Linked DNA regions of Mus musculus: regions 1 and 3 are each linked to region 2. A link is a contact called in public HiChIP or PLAC-seq data. All regions are on one chromosome and are shown on one strand. Each heading gives the region's core, a stretch centred on a gene start, on an enhancer-like site or on the middle of the called end of the contact. The rest is flanking DNA. Distances are from core to core; before and after follow the strand shown. Region 1 overlaps Slc12a8 (solute carrier family 12 (potassium/chloride transporters), member 8). Region 2 has its middle 17 kb from the start of Muc13. Region 3 overlaps Kalrn (kalirin, RhoGEF kinase).

Evidence for each region. HiChIP or PLAC-seq counts read pairs in DNA pulled down with a chosen protein or histone mark.
Region 1: an HNF4G HiChIP or PLAC-seq map of pancreatic cancer cells shows a contact between it and region 2. The contact joins two enhancer-like sites. A contact is called at or near these places in 1 of 39 promoter capture datasets (the C10 cell line), 1 of 484 Hi-C or Micro-C datasets (nephron progenitors), 6 of 115 datasets of contacts at active chromatin or transcription factors (embryonic stem cells, heart atrium, memory CD8 T cells and 2 more) and 3 of 9 other capture datasets (adipose tissue, embryonic stem cells and liver).
Region 3: a FOXA1 HiChIP or PLAC-seq map of pancreatic cancer cells shows a contact between it and region 2. The contact joins two enhancer-like sites. A contact is called at or near these places in 4 of 115 datasets of contacts at active chromatin or transcription factors (embryonic fibroblasts, microglia, pancreatic cancer cells and 1 more) and 1 of 9 other capture datasets (adipose tissue).

What each region holds. Positions count from the first base shown.
Region 1 is chr16:33,579,490-33,583,571 of GRCm38.p6, forward strand. All of the region lies in intron 4 of Slc12a8 (solute carrier family 12 (potassium/chloride transporters), member 8), which reads left to right. Among named protein-coding and RNA genes, the nearest start is that of Slc12a8, 63 kb to the left of the region's middle. Within about 2 kb of position 1,327, at least 94 of the 459 cell types and tissues checked have an H3K27ac peak or open chromatin away from gene starts, as enhancers often do. A contact at or near this core is called in pancreatic cancer cells, where this site is marked.
Region 2 is chr16:33,775,134-33,779,331 of GRCm38.p6, forward strand. No RefSeq gene overlaps it. Among named protein-coding and RNA genes, the nearest start is that of Muc13, 17 kb to the right of the region's middle. Within about 2 kb of position 2,723, at least 63 of the 459 cell types and tissues checked have an H3K27ac peak or open chromatin away from gene starts, as enhancers often do. A contact at or near this core is called in pancreatic cancer cells, where this site is marked.
Region 3 is chr16:33,998,121-34,002,249 of GRCm38.p6, forward strand. The region is part of intron 51 of Kalrn (kalirin, RhoGEF kinase); the gene reads right to left. Among named protein-coding and RNA genes, the nearest start is that of Umps, 33 kb to the left of the region's middle. Within about 2 kb of position 2,706, at least 46 of the 459 cell types and tissues checked have an H3K27ac peak or open chromatin away from gene starts, as enhancers often do. A contact at or near this core is called in pancreatic cancer cells, where this site is marked.

The DNA.
Region 1 (4,082 bases), core at 77-2,576, 200 kb before region 2:
GACCTGGGTTTGGTTCCCAGCACTCAGGAGCAACTGTAGTTCCAGATGCAGGAGATCTGATGCCCTCTCTTGGCCTCTGCTGGCACCAGAACTTATATTTTCTCAGCTAGGCTGGAAGCCAGCAAGCCTCTATAACCCTCCTGTCTCCTCACCCTCATTGCTGAGGTTCTAGGCATCTATCTGCAGGGAAACCCAACTTGTGACAGGGATGCCGGAGGAATTTTGTTCTCATGACTGTAGGATAAGTTTTCCTGCCCTCTGAGTAAATTCTTTGGCTCTCTGCCTATTAAAATCTGGATTCTGGAGTGTTGAACTCAGGTCCCCTTGTTTGCCAGGCAAGTAGGTTACCAGCTACGCTTGCTTTCTAGCCACCACTTCATCCCTTTTCATGGCTGAATGATATTCCATTCCCCAAGTACACTACATTTTGTTTATGCCTTCTCCGGTTGTGAACACTTGGCTTGATCCCAAATGTTACTCTTAAGAATATTTTATGTTTTTGCATGTATCATGTGGTGAGACAGTATAGCCATACCAGAAAAATAGCTATCTGGTACATAATGGAAAAATAGTCAAATAGCCCCACAATAACAATACATATGATTGCTGCTACGGGGCCTGTGAGGACACATAGGGCTTGTTGAGTGGAGGCTTAGATTCCCTGGGTCCTGCCCTTACCTGACCAGCTGCCAATCTTGTGATATAGGACTCACTTTTCCTGGGCCTCAGCATCTCCATCTATAAAATGGGTGTCAGGGTAGAGTCCCTGGACCGTTCTCAGGTTCTGTGATGCTGCGCTGTCATCCATGAGATTCACTCTGTCACTGTTGTCTGTTTTCTGTGTTGCTGGGAATTGAACCCAGGGCCTTGTTCATGTTGAACACACGCTTTACCACTGATGTGCATACCCAGCTCCATGCCATGGGATTCTAGGGAGGCTTTCTGATTTGTTTCCTGGTTGGGATTGGCTTGGAGACTTGCGAGGCAGGAGCTGTGTGTTTCAGTGTGTCAGCCTGCTGCACAGCAGGAGTGTATCTCTGAGATGGTCCTGTGCACTACAAGGCCACTTGGCATCCTCAGCCATCTGCCTAGGGAGCATAGCCACATAGAAGTGGGGCAGGGGATGGACTTCTGGGTCAGAATTCCCCAGTGGCATGGAGCTGAGAGTGGGTAGCTAATTGGAGGAGGCTTGGGGTGGGGTGAGGGGTAAAATGGCTTAGAATTCTGTTGGGGAGGTCAGGTCAGAAGTTTAAGCATGGGAAGTGGATGCCAGAGGCAGGGACAGCCAGAAGGAGCAAGTGGTGACTGGGAGGAACCCACAGCTAGGGTGGAGACTTCCTGTCCAGCAGCCCCTTGTCCTGGCAGGAGAGCACATTCCTTTACCCCAGGAGATAAGAGGCCAGCTTTTCCTTTCTCAGGGAATCCTTCAGGCTGAGAGTTACACAGGCCAGGCCTCTGGGGGTGGGGGGTGGGTGGGGGAATCTGGGGCCACAGTGGGTGGGACCTCTCTAGTCCCCAAAGCAGGGCCCTAGTTGCCCCTGGAGCTCCTGGCTCCCTGCCAGGTCTCCCTGCATCCTTGGGATAGTTGTGAAGCCAGCACAGTGTTAGAATCTGCCCTGGGCCCCTCTCTCTGGGATTCCTACCTCACTGAGAAAATGTGCCAGGCTGTTGACAGCTTAAATGTCCAGCTGGGACAGCACTCCACATGGGATCTGGCACAAGCTTGGCTGCCCCAGTAGCTACTGCTTTCCTCTCCTTAAGGTGACGCTTTCTTCTTAGAGCCCAAGTCAGGCTTTGTCCTCATTTCTGGCATTTTTTTTTTAAAGATTTATTTATTTATTTTATGTATACGAATGCAGTGTAGCTGTACAGATGGTTGTGAGCCTTCATGTGGTTGTTGGGAAATTGTATTTTTAGGACCTCTGCTGGCTCCAATCAACCCTGCTCACTCTGGCCCAAAGGGTTATTTATTATTATACATAAATATACTGTAGCTGTCTTCAGACACCCCAGAAGAGGGAGTCAGATCTCATTACGCATGGTGGTGAGCCAACATGTGGTTGCTGGGAATTGAACTCAGAACCTCTGGAAGAGCAGTCAGTACTGAGCCATCTCTCCAGCCCCCAAGTACTTTTAAAAACAGAGGCCATTGGTCATAGAAGGCACAATTTGGCTGTTAGAAGCCATCTTGCAATAGGAAACGTTCAGCTTCCCTTCCACAAGGAAGAATGCTCAGCTCAGAGGAACCAGGCTGCTCTTTCAGAGTGTAGAGGTGGCAAGGGTTCAGTTGCTGGACACTTAGTCACTCCCCCATCAGAGCAGAGCATCTACCCCTCCTCCTCTGGCCCTTCATCCCCTTGGATGCGAGAATGTGTGTATGTGTGTGTGTGTATGTGTGTGTGTGTGTGGGGGGGGGTTGGTGGGGGTGTTACTGCTTCCTGGCAGCCTGTCCCGCTCAGGGTGGAGGCCTTCCCCAGGGACAGAGGAGGCTCCAGGCTGCTTTCCTTGGGTAATCTGGGTGGACCCTGCAGGCCCAGCCCCATTTCACGTTTCCCTTCTGGCCCCTGCTGAATGTCCAGCCCTCTCTTCATGTTTTCTCTCTGGGTGGAGTCTCAGACTTGGAGACCTCATTCACTCCTCCACAACCCCTCCTCGAACGACCAAAGTTACCAGGGATGAGGCTAGAGTGCAGGTTGAGGGCTGCTCCCAGCTCACTGCCCAGAGTTCCCTGGGGCCTCTTTCAAACCTGTCCTATCTCCTCTTTCTTCTCTGCAGGCCCATTAGCTGTACACACTGGATATGGTCTATCCTTTTTAGGATTTTCTTTGAGGCCACCTCTTACTCTGAAGCCAGCCTCGAACTCTTCAAGCACCTGCCTCAGTTTGAGGTCCCCGGCAAGCCCCACCACATCCAGCTCAAAACACTCTTACTGGACACCTCTAATTGTCCTGGGCAGGGGGAATCCATCATATATGGCCTTGGCAGTATCTGGGGTTTCTCTTCGTTTGACTCTTGCGTCTTCTAAATATTCTGCTTCTGTCCTGCACACTAGTGTCCTTCGTGGTTAAAGTGGCTCGGTCTCTGTAAGTTTACGTGTGCATCCTGTGGGGTCTGAAAAAATGATGTTTCTCTGGAGTCATCACCACCTCTGGCTCTTACAATCTGCCCACATCCTCTTCTTCATAGAACTCCTAACCTTGGACGGAGGCGTTTGATAAAGATATCCCATTTAGGACACAGTGTTCCAGAGCCTCTCACTCTCTGGATGGTGTCCAGTTGTGGATCTTCTTGTCGTTGGCTCTCATCTACTGTAGGAAGAGGCTTCTCTGATTGGATGGAGCGATGCTCTGATCTGTGGATATAGCAAGGTGTCATTTTATTGCTATGTTGTTGTTATTGTTTTAGCAGAATAATAGTGTTATGTTTTCGCTAGGGACCATGACCGAGGAAGCCTCAGGTTCTTGAGCATGGTAGCAGTGTCACACACGGGAATGTACCAAACGCCACTCCTAACCAGGAGCTGTTTGTAATTGATTACTTTCTGGGAAAGAAACAACAACAACAACAACAAAACAACAACAACCCAGTTTTCTCCAATGGTGTGTCACTAGGAATATCAGCCACATTCTAGGTAGGCCTCATGCCCAGGAATTATTGGACAACATAAAAGTCTCTGTGGTCTTGGTTTGCGTGTGTGTACTTTTTGTTTTATTGTGGTATTTTTTGTCTTACTGATTTTTTTCTTTATTTTTATCTGTTTTGATTTTGTGGTTTTGTTTGTTTTCCTTATTTTGTTTTTGTGTTTTATTGAGAAAGAGAGAGAGAGAGAGCGAGAGGGAGAGAGAGAGAGAGAGAGAGAGAGAACACAAAGTTGGTTGTGGGGAAGAATTAAGATAGAGAAAAGAATATGATTAAAATATATTGTATGAGAATTAAAAAAAATACAAATTTTAAAAATGGCCCAGTCAAGCAGACCATACCCCTGCCCTTCTTCCCTCTTTTCATCTCTCATTATCTGCACTCAGGAAAACCACAAATCACTGTTGACCCAAAACCGTGGAAGATAAAACCATTCAAGGCCC
Region 2 (4,198 bases), core at 1,473-3,972:
GCCTTGAATTACATTAGTCAGGTGCTGATAAAGGCAAAACCCACAAGGCAATGTGCTTCCCACCTTTGTCCAGTGAGGGGCAAGCACATATCCTGAGGTACTTCCTGCCTACGTACCTCCCACCTACATGTGATCAGGCATAGCCTGTGCAGTTGGGGCAACCAACCTTGTTTACAGAAGTGAGAATATGTGACTTGTGTCTTATATAACAGCCCCCAGCATCCCAGCAAGTTATCTGTTCTTGGCCAAGTGGGGCTTATGGGTTAGAAGCATTTTTATTTTATAGATCTCCTAAACACAGTTATTTAAACTTAAAACATAACTTTAGCCCTCACACCCGATTTATCATAGAAGAAATGATATAACTTAGTTCAGGGATAAATTAAAGGATTAAATTAAGATGTCCTGCAGAGGCAGGAGGATCTTTGTGAGTTTGAGCCAATCTTGTCTTTATAGAGAAACACTGTCTCCAAAAACAAACAAACAAACCATTTTAAAGTGGATCTGAACGACAGAATGCATTTGACAAGATGCTGGACCTGGGATGAAGCAAATGTTGAATAAATGTGTGTACTCGAAGCAGCTGTTTTTATAATAGAAAAATCCAGAATGTTGATTCTCCTGGTGTTCCCTCCTCATTTCACAGCTGAGCAGACCCCGCAGTAATGTGCTGTTACTCTGATACAGTGACCATCCTCAATAAAGGATGCTGTACTGGCTGACACATCACTTTTTAATAATCTACTTGGGACTCAGTCTTTATTTAGCCTGCTGATAAGAAATCAGGAAACAAAGTCCTTGCTGTCTCTCTGTATGTTCATTCCCAGGGCTGGGTATCTTGTTCCTCACACTCTGATTGGTTGGTTCATATCTGGTCCTTTCCAATTCCTTTCTAGATCCCTCAGGACCTGGTGTGATCTTTGTAACCCTGTAACACACACCACCACCACCACCACCACCACCATCTCACACACACCCTTCCCACACACCTCATATGAGCAGCTCCCACCTCTCCAAGTATCAGAGAAGCCAGCTGGCCCAGAATTTGCAATCCTGCCAGGAGGAGGGCAGGGAGACTAAATAGGCAGAAACTATGGTGAGTCAGAGGGCAAACATAAAATTGATGAGAAGCTCTTAGTTGTTGTTCATTTCCAAAGCAAAATTTCTGCTCTATTTCAATGCTATCTCATTGTTAAAAAAAAAATCTTCTTTCTATTCTTTTGGTTGCATAGGTGCCAGTATTTTATGAGGTGGTGGTTCTGTCCTTGGGTTTTACATGATAGAGAAAGAGAACCAACTCTTACAAAGTGTCCTCTGGCCTCTGCTTTTGAGCCATGGCATGTGTACCTCTTCACAGACAAAAAAACCAAACCAAATAAATGTAATAAAAAGAAGCATATGTTACATATATAGATGCTACACAAATATTTGATAAATGAAGACATTGCGATGTTCATACCACGGGTAAAACCATTTCGATAGCTCTCAGCTTCTACGAACTGCCAGTCTTTTTCAATCACATTCCTGACACCCTCCTAAGCCATGAAACAAGTTCAGAGTCACATCAGAAAGAGAAGAACATACTAGCAGCGCAGCTCAGGCAGAGTGCTTGTCTAGGTCCAATCTCCAGTACCCAAAAAATAAATAAATAATTAAAAAGCTGCACCAATAATTCCTCACACAATAACATGACTGGAGGGTGACCTGGCAGCTCCTTGGACAGTGTGACAACAGACAAAGAAGACCATACTTCTCAGTCTCTGCAACGTCTTTACCCAACTGTCACCACACCCCTTTGTTCTCAAGAGCAACTGGGAAGTGGCTTGTGGTGGCTTACAGTAGCATTTGAGATGCCCCCGAATGAACGCACACTGTGGGCCTCTGCTTGCTAATATATCCTCGAGAATGGTATGGTGGTGAATGCTGGTATCTACAGGACTTGAGAAACTGAGGCAGGAAGAGCATGTACTCAAGTCCAGCCCAGGCTACATATGGAGATGTCTCAAAAGAAGACCAAAACAACCACAGATTATCCTCAGATATCCTTGGGAATATGTCAGCAGGTTGATATTTCCGGGTTTTATTTCTATTAATAGAAAATGTGTATGCCTCACAACAAGGTTCAGGGTCCAGGCCTTCCAGATCCTATATGCAATTTCCAGTATGAATAAAAGGATGTGGCAATCCAAAAGTAATAAAGCATGCTTGGAACCAAGTGACTCACGGAGGCTGAAGCTGGAAATGACATATTGTTTGGCCCCCACTCCTTTTTACTAATAAGGAAACAACATCAGAGAGGGTGACTTCCCGAGGCTAAAGAGCTTATTTGTAGAGGGAGTTTTAGAGAACTCAGAGTGTAAATATCCAGTTTATTATACTTTCCAGGGCATGTGTCATTTCTGAAGGAGTGTGTTAGAAGAGCATGACACTGCAGAGTTCATGTGAAAGGCGACAGATGAGACCGAACTCCACAGTAGAGGCAGAAGTCCTTGGCAATTCTTGAAAAAGTCTGGTTGGAGACTAGGCAGATGACTGGATGAAATAAAAATGGTGTGGCATGGCTTGACATGGCGTGGCATGATGTGGCATGGTGTGGCGTGGCGTGGGGTATAGAAAGCACAACCCTTGAAACCCTGGTTTGTTGTTGGCTTTGTCATCCTTCATGCTGTTACTTAAAGCCCCATGATCCGATGCCTGCCCACACAACTGACTTCCCAGAGTTGATTCACACGATAGACATCTTGATATTCACCCCAGTACTAGAAGATCACTCTGGGAGATCAGTCTGTGGTCTCACTTGGAAGCCAGTTGTTAGTTCATTCTAGAAGATACAGTGACCACTCTGTTACGTCTCCCTGATGCTTTTGAGCTGTGGTGAGCTCACATTAGAGCAGTGTTCTCAACCTTCCTAATGCTATGACACTCTAATACAGCTCCTCATACCGTGGTGACCCCCCAACCATAAAATTATTTTTGTTGCTACTTCATAACTGTAATTTTGCTGCTGTTATGAATTGTGATGTAAATTTCTCATATGCGGGATGTCTGATATGAGATTCCCCCTCCCCCCAAAGTGGTTGTGACCCACAGGTTGATTGCAGCAGGGGAAAAAAAAATGTGTCCAGAGCAAAGAGCTTTGTTCCAAACTTAACCATGATTATTATAGCAAAAATGGATCCTGAGGAGCTGTGGGCTTCGGGAACAGTGTCAACAATAAATTTTAACACAAGACAATGATTTTGAAAAGTTTTCTTTGAGCCTAGACAAGTTGATATTAAATAAACACAAGGCAAAATGGCACTTACATACAGATTTTATACTATGTAGAGGCATTTAATCAATTCATGTTTATGGTTCACAGTGATGTGAGCCAGCTTTCTAAATATCCCGTGCAGCCAGAAGTTAAACTGAAAAGCAAACACATTTGCATCTGTTGGATTTTTATTAAGCTACAGTTCCTACCACTGTTTTGGGGCCTCAATGAAAATGAGTAGTTTTTCCTCCCTCCCTCCCTCCCTCCCTCCCTCCCTCCCTCCCTCCCTCCCTTCCTTCCTTCCTTCCTTCATTCCTTTTTCTTTCAGAGATAGGGTTTCTCTGCGTAACAGAGCCCTAACTGTCCTGGAACTCAGAGATCCACCTGCCTCTGCCTCCCAAACACTGGCATCAAAAGCATGCACCACCATGCTTGGCCCTGATTTTCACTTCTGTGTTTCGAAGTGCATTTGTGTGCTCACCGGGAAATTACAAGGGCCCAGGAGGTTGCTCTGAGCATCAATTGCCTCAAGACAATATACTCTGAAATTAACATTTTTTTCTCTCTGCTCTCTCCTTTCCTTTCTTTCCTTTCTTCCTTTTTCCCTCTCCCTCCATCTTCTCCTCTCCCCCCTTCCTCTTCTCCCGTACCTTTACTGATATATGATTCTATCTCGGTCACAGGGGCACACCACACCACCACGACCAAGTCCATGTTCATTATTCCAACAAGAAGCCTGTGCTTCTGAGCCAGTGCCTCCTGCCCCAGCCCAGCAGCTGGCCCACCTTTCATCTCTACATCTGTGTCTGTTTGTACATTTATTACAAACAAAACCCTGCCATATGTACTGTGGGGTAACCACGGAAGACGACTTCTTAGATATGGGGTTTAAGCCAATAGAAAGTCTTTATAACCTGGCAGGTGACTACCCTGGGTGGTCAGGAT
Region 3 (4,129 bases), core at 1,456-3,955, 220 kb after region 2:
ACCCAGGGAAACCAGCCATCTTCATTTCTTTGCCATTTGGCTGACCCAGCGAGGAGAGCAGGTGTTGCTGACCGTGATACCAGCATGGATCTGGGCAGCATTATCTGATTGGTATACACTACTCACAAACACCTTCCTTAGATCCTCTGAAGCCCCAGAGAAACATGGAGGCAGGATTGCCGATCCCCATCTCCTGAATGAGATGGGGAAGTGAAGTGTAAGATCCCACAGTGACAGCGGGCTGACTGGCTATGGGAGTCTCTGATTTGGCTCAGGACTCTGTCCATCACAGTGTGGGGTGCACTGGGAGATGTCATTGATGCCAAAGGCCCACCTGCTCTGCTGGGCTGCCTCTGACGGATCTCTTTCCAGTCCTCTGTAAACTTTCCGGCAGGAACTTAGACCCCGAGTGAGGTTCCATACCAATGCTTTTGCTAGCTGTGCCTGTGGCTCACATCTACAGAAGATAATTTTCCTCTATTTGAAGCAAACCTAAGTATGGGGGCAGGAGACGGCCGCCACGCTGCTCTCCTACTGTGGTCTCCTCAGGAATGTTTTTGTCTATGGATCTGTATGGGTCCCAAGCCCACAAGGGCAAGGGTTAAGTTGTCTTCTTATTGTCTCCAAATTTAGTACCAACTGTGGCATGTGGTGTTCTGTATCTGTCAAATCACTGACAGCTTTTAGTGGTGGGATTCTAAGTCCGAGGAGGAAAAGATAATGCATACCCCCCCCCACCCCGGGTAACTGGAGTGCTTTTCATTTTCTATAAACTGGACATATGACTTCCTTAGGAATCCCACTGGTCAGTCCAAGCCTGAGATTCAGTCGATGGTGATCTTCTTCCTCTATGCTCATTCAGAGGCTGGCACCTTGGGGGCCTCTGGTCATGAGCTGCCATGCATAACACTTTATCCGCGTCGCATTTGCTCACTAGTCCTGTGCACCGTCGGCAGGTGGCAACCCTTCTGGGGTTTATGTACCATCAGAGTCATCAATCGTGGTGTCAAACACAGTATCTGTTGTAGGACAGGCCAAAGTGGTTGGATCAGATTAACTCGGGCCACTCTATCACTGGTCTAGAATTTGGGTCTCCTGGCTGTCTTGTCTGGTGACCACTGCGGGTAAGTACAGGGACCGGAGGTACTAATCCCAAGTCTCCGATATTTCTGAGTGTCCCCCAAACAGGTGGGCAGTGAGCATGGTGTCAGATGTGAAGCCACAGAGAACTAGGATGTCAGAGAGATGTGGTCATGGAGGAAACGTGGGGTTAGTCACACAGAATGCACGTAGTCTGACTCTGAGAGATGCAGGGATGGATGGAGGGATGGAGGGAGGGGAAGAGAAAGGGGAGGGGGAGGGGGAGAGGGAGAGATAGATTATGCTGGGGTGGGGTGGGGGAGTAGGAGAGAGGCAAGGATGAACAACTGGGGAGCCTGGTTTTATTTGAACAGCAGAGGGCAGCAGGTAGCAAGGTTTCCTGAAGCCACAAGACAAGAATCGCCACTGCACCTTAGTTCCTGCCTTCTGGATTTTTCTTCAAAATGGGACAACAGCGAGTTCAGGGGAAATGTTACAGGTAAAATCCACCAGTGTTGAATAACAAACTGAGTTTGAAGAGAGCTTGAGTATCCCCCTCAGTTAATGCCTAAGAGTCTGACTTAGAGAAAGAAGGTGAAATTCTGTCTGGAAAACAGTTGTCAGCTGGGGATGACCTGACCTTGTTTTTTTCTGAGTCCCTCATCATCCAATCACAAAACACAGTTCCACACGGCACACAAAGGATGCTAATGGTGTAAAGATGGCAGAAACAAGCTCAAACCGAACGCCCTCAACCGTCTCAGAGCTACAAATCTGAGTGCAGGGAAGGAAAGGGATGCTAGATAACATTTAGTTAGAAAACGAGCAGAGAGTAAAAAGAGATTTTCCAGGTTGAGGATCTAGCACAGTGGTAGAACACTTGCCTGGCATGTGTGGTTCAATCCCCAGCATAAAATAAAACTCCCTAAACACTACTTCTGCATGTGGTCCTGGGGCTGGGTGTGATTTCTTATTTGAAGGTTTAGCTATTCATTATTTCAATCTGACTAGATCAGTTTTCCAGTTATTTATTTATTCATTTATGTATTTAGAGATAGGGTTTCTCTGTATAGCCCTGGTCATCCCAGAACTCACTCTTGTAGACCAGACTGTCCTCAAACTCACAGAGATCCACCTGCTTCTGTCTCCTGAGTGCTGGGATTAAAGGCATTCACCTTGGCCTAGCTTCAAATAATTAAAAAAAAAATTAAGTGTGTGTGTGTGTGTGTGTGTGTGTGTGTGTGTGTGATATACATGTGAATGCATGTGTCCAAGAAGGCCAGGGGCATTAGATTCCCTGGAGCTGGAAGCTGTGAGCTGCCTAACATGGCCTCAAACTTCAGTACCCAACTCTCCAGCTCCCTCCAAACCTTTCCTTTTTTAAAATTATCTTTGTAGTTGGAGAACCTGGTCTGTCTATGTGCTGCCGATTCCTTGATTTTCCTGAGATTTGCTTTGTGAATCACTGAGGAATGTACACTGAACTTTGTAGGTAAACTTTGATAGTATTTGGATGTTTGTGTATACAGGGAAGTGGGAATGGTGGCTTTGTCTCTTCTAGTGCTGCACTCTTAGGGAAACTCCCAGGTCAGTGGAACTTGCAAACTTGTAAGTGTGCAATATAAGGAAATGGGTCAGACCTTCCGACTAGGGTGAGGCGCCTCAGGACACACATGACTAAGAGCTCAACATGGATGCGAGCCCAGGAAACCAATCGAGACTTTTCCAACTCGTGTCAAATAGACTTACTCTCGTGGCTGCAACAGCTGAGCTCCTGAGTCACTGGGACAGGGTGTGCCTAAAGACCTGCGATTACCGGAGCAGTCAGGGGATTATAAAAGCTGTTGAAGAAGAAATTCTCCTCTTACAAGCAGATGTGCAACAAGGAAGGGCCTGAGCCTCTGCATTCAGACTTTCTGCAGGACATAGGTCGAGCTGAGGACATCAGTCAAAAGCAAGACCTGCTTTTTCATTGGCTGTGTGACCTTGACCTCATTGCCTTTGCTTTTTCTAGGAGGTTGATTTTTTTTTTATTTGTTTCTTGTTTTGTTTTGTTTTTGAGACAGGGGTTTCTCCGTGTAACAGCCCTGGCTGTCCTAAAAACTCCATTTAGACCAGGCTGGCCTCAAACTTACAGAGACCCATGTGCCTCTGCCTCCCAAGTGCTGGGACTAAAGGTGTGTGCCACCACTGCCTGGCTGAGAGGTGTTAATGTTTATGGTCAACTTGGATTGACACATGCCTAGGAGATTTGTAAAGCACAGCTCTAGCTGTGTCTATGAGGGCATTTCCAGAGATGATCAATTAGGATGGGGGAACAAAGGGCTCTGAATGTGGTGGCACCATCCCATAACCTGAGTGAAGGCTACTGCCCTGTAGTGTGAACACTCCATTTCTGTTTCCCAGACATCATGAGGGATCAGCCTCCTCTACCACACACTCCTGCCACCACAAGCTTCAGCCTTCTCTTCATCCCAGAGCATCAGGGATGAAGGAACAACTACAGAAACCCAGAGGCCGTGAGGCAAAGCCACTCCTCCTTTACAGTAGCTTTTCTTGGGGACTTGGTCAGTGACAAGACTAACACAGGTGAGCAACCGTGTCCTCCCTGATGGCCAGGGCACAGGATGGAGGGCCATCTTGTTTCAGCGAAGGTCCCTTGGGTAGTAGGACATCCATCTGCCCTTATAGGGAATCAGAACAGATCTGGGCAGGAAGAGAGTGTGTGGTTGCCAAACGCATCAGATACGTTACAAAGCAAATGTTTTGTCAAAATGACCGGAATGTGATGCTTCGCTTTCTTTTCCTTTAAAGAGTCCTTTTCATGGATTCTGTTATTAAAATACAAAAACAGGCTTCAGTGCAAACATACTGGCAATGCCAGGAGGTCAGTTGCCCGACTCGGGTATCGAAGTTTCGTCTGTGTGGCCAGGTCATTTTGAAGCCCTGTATCTGGGCTGGGGATACCAGAGTATCAAAGGTGGGATGACAGGCTGGCTCTTCAAGGATGGGATATCTAGGGCCTGAAATTGTGTGTTGGGAAGAAATT